Regions from separate parts of the Arabidopsis thaliana genome. Here region 2 is linked to region 1. Evidence: chromatin contacts called from public capture Hi-C data. All regions are on one chromosome and are shown on one strand. The core of a region is the stretch at or near the end of the contact, and the rest is flanking DNA. Distances in the headings are between cores, read along the strand shown.

Region 1 (4,046 bases), core at 1,079-3,578:
ATAAAGCAATGGCTAATTTTCAAAGCCAAGTATGCTCCTCAGAACTAACAAGAACAAGGTGTGTCAAAGAACCATTACTTTTATGTACCGTCAAAGAACCAATCTTGCATTTACACAAGTTCTTACTAACAAACAAAACAAAAAAGTTCGTACTAACTCAATATGGTATAAACCATAGTAATTAATACGTGTATATATACTATATAGATATCGCATGAACTATATTCGTTGTTAAGTTCTTTAGAATGTAGCAAGAAGAACAAGTTCTTTCAGAATGGTTTATCATACACGGGCGCACATTTGGAATTACCCTTACGTTAATGAGGAAAAAATAACTAATACTACTAAACTGAAAAGATACTTCGAAATTAAAATTTCTGATGTATTTTGTTTTGATGTTGATAAGTACATGTCAATAAGACAACCATTGTAGTTTGTACTTTGTACTTTGTAGTACCATTTCATATATCCTGGTTGAACCAATCTCATTTTATTTTTTCCCCTCGGTAATTAATCAACAATTCGTTTCAGGAAAAAACGAAAAAAAAAACTATATTATATTACCACTTTCTTTTTATCATTGGTAATGAATTTACATATCAATTAAAGTAACATTATGTATGTTTGGTATATAAGTTAGGCAGATATATATTGTATACGTATTCAAGTTGTTAGTTTTATTTCAAACACACTCGAACAAACCACCATTTCGTTACGAGAGTACCCAATTTGGTTTGATGTATCTGTTTTTGATTGTGATGTACGCATACATGTTGTACATACATATAAAATAATGTGCATACTGATATACATGTATACCGGTATACGTTACGCATAATCTAATTTCTAGGGTCAGTAACAAGAAAAGACTAATTTATAAAATTGAGATAGAAAAAGTAAAAACATGATCTAAGCTAAGGTTACAGATATATAAATGATAAAATGTATGCTTTTTCATGGCCATGTGTAACATATCTTATAACGTAGTTCAAACTCATAAATGTTAAACAAAAATTCAAACTCATGGTGGTTTGATTTTTTTTTTTCTAGCTGTTTGGTCCTATTGAATATTGATCCTATTCTTCATCGAGAATTCCTAACAACGTAAAATCTAATTATTCTTATACCTTAAAACAAATTTAGGAAATTATATAACATTTTTGGTGATGAGATAATACAATAATAGTATATAGTACATAGGATACCATTTTTTATATTTCCACAATCTCAATGGACCTAATCAGAAAAAAGAAGAATGAATTTGTTTTTATTTTTTGCTTTTCTAATATAAGCTAACAAAATATACAGCTTGCTTAGATATATCCGCAATAGAAGCTTCAGGTGGGGACTGTGTAAGGACAACAAGACATATACATTAAGGTGTTTAGTTTGATTTTCGAAAACATATTATGAAATTCGCATGTTCCATGCCCGAGGATGAAATTTCTATTTTACAATTATTCTTTCATGACAGCTTATATATACTGACTCAAATAGATGGACCGGCGGGCGATCGGCATCATGTCCTACCCACGTCAAAATTGAGTGAATATCTAAGATTTTGAATTGAATCTAATAAACATGTAGGTTCAATATGATACTTTGTTATACGATAAAAAAAGTGAGAGAGTTTTGAAGAACATTATGATAAAAAATAGTATCTATAAGTTCCACATATTTTTCTTTGATTTAAAGAATAAGGCTATATACTGATTCGTTGAGAAATAACTTTTGTTAAGCAATACATTTGTTGGTTAAAACATCATTTTCTCATTCTCAGCTACATTTCTAAGTAAATAAGTATCAACGTCAAACTTGACCGTTGGATCTCTACTTTTTATATTATCTTTAGTTTATCGGGGACTCAGCTTTGTAAGCTGTGACCTATTTATTGACTATAATACCCATAAAAAGGTCGCGTATCACTCATAACTGAAGGAGGGCAGACATGTAAATTTAATTGCGTATCGATCACTGTTCCCAAACCCAAAACAAACTTTTTATTAATAAGATCATGTTTACAAATTTGTCGGACTATTTTTCATTTTAATTATGAAATGCATTTAATAAAATGTATAAGATATAAAAGTTTGATCTTCTTCTTTAATATACTACTAACTGATTACTGATGGAGTACTTTTTTAAGGCATAATAGCACAACTATGAAAATTATATTAGTTTTTAACATATCATACCAAATTGAAACGTAAAGAGTTTCCTATACGATACAGACAAAAATTAATTAACCGATTAAAATATACACTACTAATTAATAACAATTAACGTATAGTCCTTTTACTTTTGCTAAATTGTTTATTAATCTCATCTCTCTTTTAGATCTCTCTACTTACTTTTCCTTTTTGTCCCATTTATATAAAAATCCACCGCTCAAGCTTAACGTTCGCGTCTTCTTCTTTCTTCTTCTTCTTCGCCTTCTCTCTGAGTCGAACTCGCTCCGATCGACTGAGCCAACTCGCCCGCCTTCTGTAATGATCATTTCCTCTACATTGTACTAAAAAAGAGTGTTGTAATGACTCGTTCCGGGAGACGATGGTCGGAGCGACGGTGAGAGTTACAGTTTTCTTTCCGGCGACCAATACTCTCGGCGGCGGAGATGTTTAAGTCAGCGAGATGGCGTAGCGAGAAGAACAGGATCAAAGTCGTTTTCAGATTGAAGTTTCATGCGACTCAGGTACTATAAACACTCGAGTTTTGTTTTGGCTTCTTCATTGATTTCTCTTAGATACTAAAACTTTGTGTGTGATTTTATTGATTTTGCTCGCATTGCTTAGATTTGAATTTTCCAGAAAAATAAGTTAAGAAATCTCAATTTGGTATTTGATGTGACACATTTTGATTCGAGGTTTTTGTTTTAATTTGCGTAGGCGTCACAGTTCAATACAGAGGGATTGATTCTGTCTCTAGTTCCCGGAGATATTGGAAAACCGACGGCGAGGTCAGAGAAAGCTATTGTGAACGACGGACATTGCCGGTGGGAGATTCCGGTTTACGAGACTGTGAAATTTCTCAAAGATGTAAAAACTGGAAAAGTTAATCAGAGAATTTACCATCTCATTGTTTCAACTACGGTGAGCAAAAACAAAATTAGAAATGTCTCAGAGTTTTGGATTTTTATTTATGTTTTTTGTGATTCTCTTGTGTGCAGGGATCTGCAAGAGGTGGTTTGGTTGGAGAAACATCAATTGATTTTGCTGATTATGTTGATGCAACTAAAACTTGCAATGTTTCTCTTCCATTACAGAACTCCAGTTCTAAAGCTTTGTTGCATGTTAGCTTCTTCTTTTCGTCTTTTTACTCATTAATGTTATCTTTATTAAAGCTCTGAAGATCTCAGCTTCTTTTTGTCGTTTTTCTTTTAGAGTTTTGTAACCTTCGAGTCTTATAATTAATGTTCTTCTGATTTTTAGGTATCAATACAAAGGCAATTAGAGTTTGATGATCCTCAAAGGTGCAGAAAACTAGACTCACTTTTCTTTTGTTTTATAAGTTTTTGGATTTTTAATGGAAGTGGCTTTTGTGTTGTTATGAGTTCTTGCAGAGATGTGGATGAATGTGAGACTCCGGTGAAAATGTCACAAGGTCTAGATTTGAAGTCACATTTCAGCATTGGTGATGCTGATGAAAATCGTAAAAGCGATTCACATGAGGTATGTTGATTTGGCTGATCGTAGTGCAATGTGATGCAAGAGAGTTTTTGGATTTTCTCTTGATGTTCTACTATCTTTGTTGTATTTATAGGAAGGGCCATTTGGTAAAGCTGCGCGGTTTGCGGAACTGAGACGAAGAGCATCAATTGAATCTGATAGTACAATGTCAAGCTCTGGAAGTGTCATTGAGCCAAATACACCTGAAGAAGTTGCCAAGCCTTTGAGACATCCCACTAAGCATCTTCATTCAGCTAAAAGTTTGTTTGAAGAGCCTTCTCGTATATCGGAGTCCGAGTGGTCCGGAAGTTCTGATCATGGTATCAGCAGCACTGATGACTCGACCAATAGTTCGAATGATATAGTCGCGAGGGACACCGC
Region 2 (3,746 bases), core at 1,063-3,562, 71 kb after region 1:
TTGAATTAGAGTTGGCATACCAAAATTGAATCCAGCATGAAAGGATTTTGGAAATGTGATCACGAAGTTTCCTGGCTCCTAGCAGTGAGAAAAAGTAGAATGATTATGTTGGAAAACTAAAAAATCTCTGTGATTTTAGGAGGAAAGTTACTAACTATTAATCACAAATAGCTTCCAAACTTGGAATAGAAATGCTGACAATGAAATAATCTCATCAATGAACTATATCCTTGTATATCAAACCTGTAATACTGTGTAGACCGGGACTTTATTTTCTTGTAAAACAGTCGGACTCAACATGGTAACTAGTTGAAAGAGCAAATCTGGCTGAGCATCAAAGAGATCGGGTAGGGTTTTTCGCATGACCTACAGAAAAATCAAGCAACTTAACTTTTCTTTCTGAAAATAAGTATTCTAGTATGCCAATTTTAAAACCAAAGATAAACCCTTTAGAGGCTTAAAGCACAAAAAAACTAACCTTTTCAAAAGCACTAGCAGCACTGCCTGGAATACCATACCAACATTTTGCCTCTCCCCTGAGGTGTAAATCAGAAAGAAGTTGGTAACAGAATCTTTCAAAATAAAAGGTGCAATTAAAAGATTCTATGAATGATACATTTCATTATAAATTAAAGAGTTCCAGTGAGTCTTGGAAACATCTTCTCCCTTACCATGACTAAATTAGGAACAGAGGAAGGGTAATTACAGCAGTAACAAACATGATGAAAATTACAGTTCAGGTGACATACCAGTGTAGATAATTGACAGAGTAAAAACAATGGTCCTCAAAATGCCAACAAAAAGAAGAGAAGAGCATTCCAAGATATAGCCAAGGCACTGTAACACCATTAATGTTATGTCGAATGGCCTGAAGCATAGATCCTTTCAACTTAGGCATGTTATTGAGATTCCAGGGGCTACCACAATACTCATCCCATATATCTGCCTCAACTGATTCTGGTCTTTGGTCGCCTATTCGAGGAAAACCACTCCCGTAAACAGAAGTATCCAAGTCATTACCATACATAACTTCAACCTCACCACCTGACCCTTCTACTATCTCCCAAAACTTTTTCTCTATCTGCGTCCTAGACACTGTTCCTGAACCAAACCACTTTCTTTTGGCTCGATCAGCAATTCGCTTAAAATCTTCAAGTAATAAGCATTTACCAGGCACAAAGCCAAAAGTCTCTTCATCAGTGTTTAAACACTCAAGGCAATACCAGTTCCCAAGTGGGATATGCTTCAACGGTGGCGATAGACAATATATATGCCAACCTTTATTACAACTATCACACAAAAGCATCACTTCACCGTGTTTGTCACTTTTACATTGCTCACACGCTTGATCAACCCCTTCTTCATTTTCCACCTTGGGATTTTTCACATCAGCATTTCTTTTTCTTCTCTTCGAGCTCCGAGATTCAGAACATCGTCGAATGCCATTAATCTTCCTTTTGCAACTCTTTGACGCATCTACATTCATCCGATTATGATAATTCTCGAAATCATGCAAATGCTCTTTGTATAACTGACACAAGACATGTTTCGCACACTTTGAAATCTTTTCACCAGAGCTCATAAACTGATACACTTCACCCCATTTTTTCCCTTTGACAACCTTTTCATAACCTCCAAACCGCTTCACTGCGTTGAACAGCTTACACAAATCCAATTCTTCTCCTTCAAAAACAACTCTCTTCTTCAGCTTCTTACCTAAATGCTCCTCCAAAAACCTATTGTACTCCAACTTAAACGTCTTTGAATTACACGAAGAAGGACGAAACTGCAACCGATGAATCTCTTGTGTCTTTGTAGGAAACTTAACAGATTCCAAATCCAAACCAAAAGGAGGTTTCCAATTATTAGGTGGAACAATCTTGCAAATACCATAAACCTCTGCCTCTGGCTTGATCTTGTGTATATACTCTAATGGATCTTTGAATTCATCTTCTGTCGGATAATAAACTGGTCCTAAAGGAACATTGATCGATCCTCTAAGTTTCTGATCTAAAACCCTTTTCTCCACTGCTTTAACTCTACCTTTTCCCATTACCAAACACATCAACTAAAACCGCACAATCATAACATCCTACGAGAATAAAGATTCAATTTTTATACATGCCAAGATAAAAAAAACCTAGAAATTATAATTCAAGAACAGTGAGTGAAATTGCAATTCTAGGGTTTTTAGTAAATTTACCTTGAAATTCTGAAAGAGAAGAAACAGAACAGAGCTCGTGAAACTAGTTAAACGGAGAAGAGGAAGTGTCAAGAATGTTTTGTTTTGACGAATTTTGTTTGTGAAGATTTGGAAAAAACAATAAAGATTTTAATTCTTTTATAAAGGCTCTGTTACTGAATTTCCAAAATTGGGTTTGGTTAGTAACGGAAATTACGGGACGGAGACAAGTAGAGATTTTCCGTTCGTGTCTAATGAGAAAGGACTTTGTGCCGTTTTTATGAATATACACTGCATGACGTTTGTTATGATCGAAGAGGTACTACGTGTAGTTTTCTATTTAACCGTTTTGGGCTTTGATTTCTAAGGCTTTTTGATTGGTAAGGCTAAGGCCCATAATAAACCTGCCCAATGGACTCACTAATAAGCTAATATTATAGGGACAATTTGTAATTAGGATTTTTTAAAATAAAATATATATATTTTAAATCTAGATAGACTAAACTGCTTTAATTTTTATGGTAAAGGGATTAAATTTGGAATTTAGGATTTACATTTAGACTTCCTTAATTCAGAGAACTTTTAAATATTTTATAATATGATCTAACATTGAGACTATTTCCATAATTTTCCTAATATTCATTCCATAGAAATTTGGATTTGAGGTTAGGTCTATAGAATATAGTGATACTAGATTTTAACCCGCGGTATACCGCGGGACGATTTGTTTTTAAAAGTAATATATATTAAAACTTGCAAATTTTATTTTTATAAAATATTTATATTTTACAGTTTATAATTGTTATTAAGTAACGCTATACCACGAATTCATGAGACAATTGTTAAACAACTGAAGTTTTGACCCCTATTAAAACAGCATATTAATAATATTTTAAAATTTTATAAATATTGATTCAAATACATCCACCATATAACCCAATTCCAAAATAAAACACGTTCTGTAATTTTTTTACCCGGCCCATGATTTTTTTTTAAAGTAGTAATTTTTAAAATTTTAGAATTATTTTTTATATATAAAAGTTTTGCAAATTGTATCATTCTCTAATACATTTATATTTTATAGTTTAAATTAAATTAATTAAAATTTAGATATCAAATCTTATAAGTTGATTTTGATTGGCTATTATTTTTGGAAATTAATAATGTATTTCGTTTTTTAATTAATTTAATTAATTAAATTAGTATTTGACTTTTTAATCCTTAAAGAGATAAATTAATTTACTTTTTAAAATATTATTTCTAATGGCATACCTATGTAATTACTTACAAAAATTAAGGTTACATTTAAAATGTACTTCCCAAATAATATAGTAGGATTTCTTGGTTGTGATCTCTCTAGCTCATTAGATGTCGTTTTTTTGCGACAATAAGAAATTTTAACTTATCATTGGAAAGTAAACATCTCTATATCTTCGGAAGTTGTCGAAATGATTTGTTATGGATGATGGATCAATACTAATCTTCTTTAAGACTGTATCGTTCCAAATAAAATGAGTTGACTATAAATGTCTTTCCTAGGGACATCTCATTCAATGTTTGTCTT

The links. Capture Hi-C pulls out chosen DNA fragments and counts their contacts.
Region 2: a capture Hi-C map of seedling shows a contact between it and region 1, with 1.7 times the contacts expected there. A contact is called at or near these places in 2 of 26 Hi-C or Micro-C datasets (callus and root) and 1 of 3 other capture datasets (seedling).

The regions. Positions count from the first base shown.
Region 1 is chr1:23,479,579-23,483,624 of TAIR10.1, forward strand. AT1G63300 (Myosin heavy chain-related protein) reads left to right here and starts at 2,329. Exons shown (of 8, transcript NM_105009.3): 1 at 2,329-2,692; 2 at 2,886-3,089; 3 at 3,167-3,289; 4 at 3,429-3,469; 5 at 3,560-3,668; 6 at 3,760-4,046. The coding sequence starts at 2,615.
Region 2 is chr1:23,550,920-23,554,665 of TAIR10.1, forward strand. AT1G63490 (transcription factor jumonji (jmjC) domain-containing protein) reads right to left here and starts at 2,313. Exons shown (of 26, transcript NM_001334101.1): 1 at 2,204-2,313; 2 at 750-2,092; 3 at 479-536; 4 at 244-366; 5 at 21-78. The coding sequence starts at 2,065.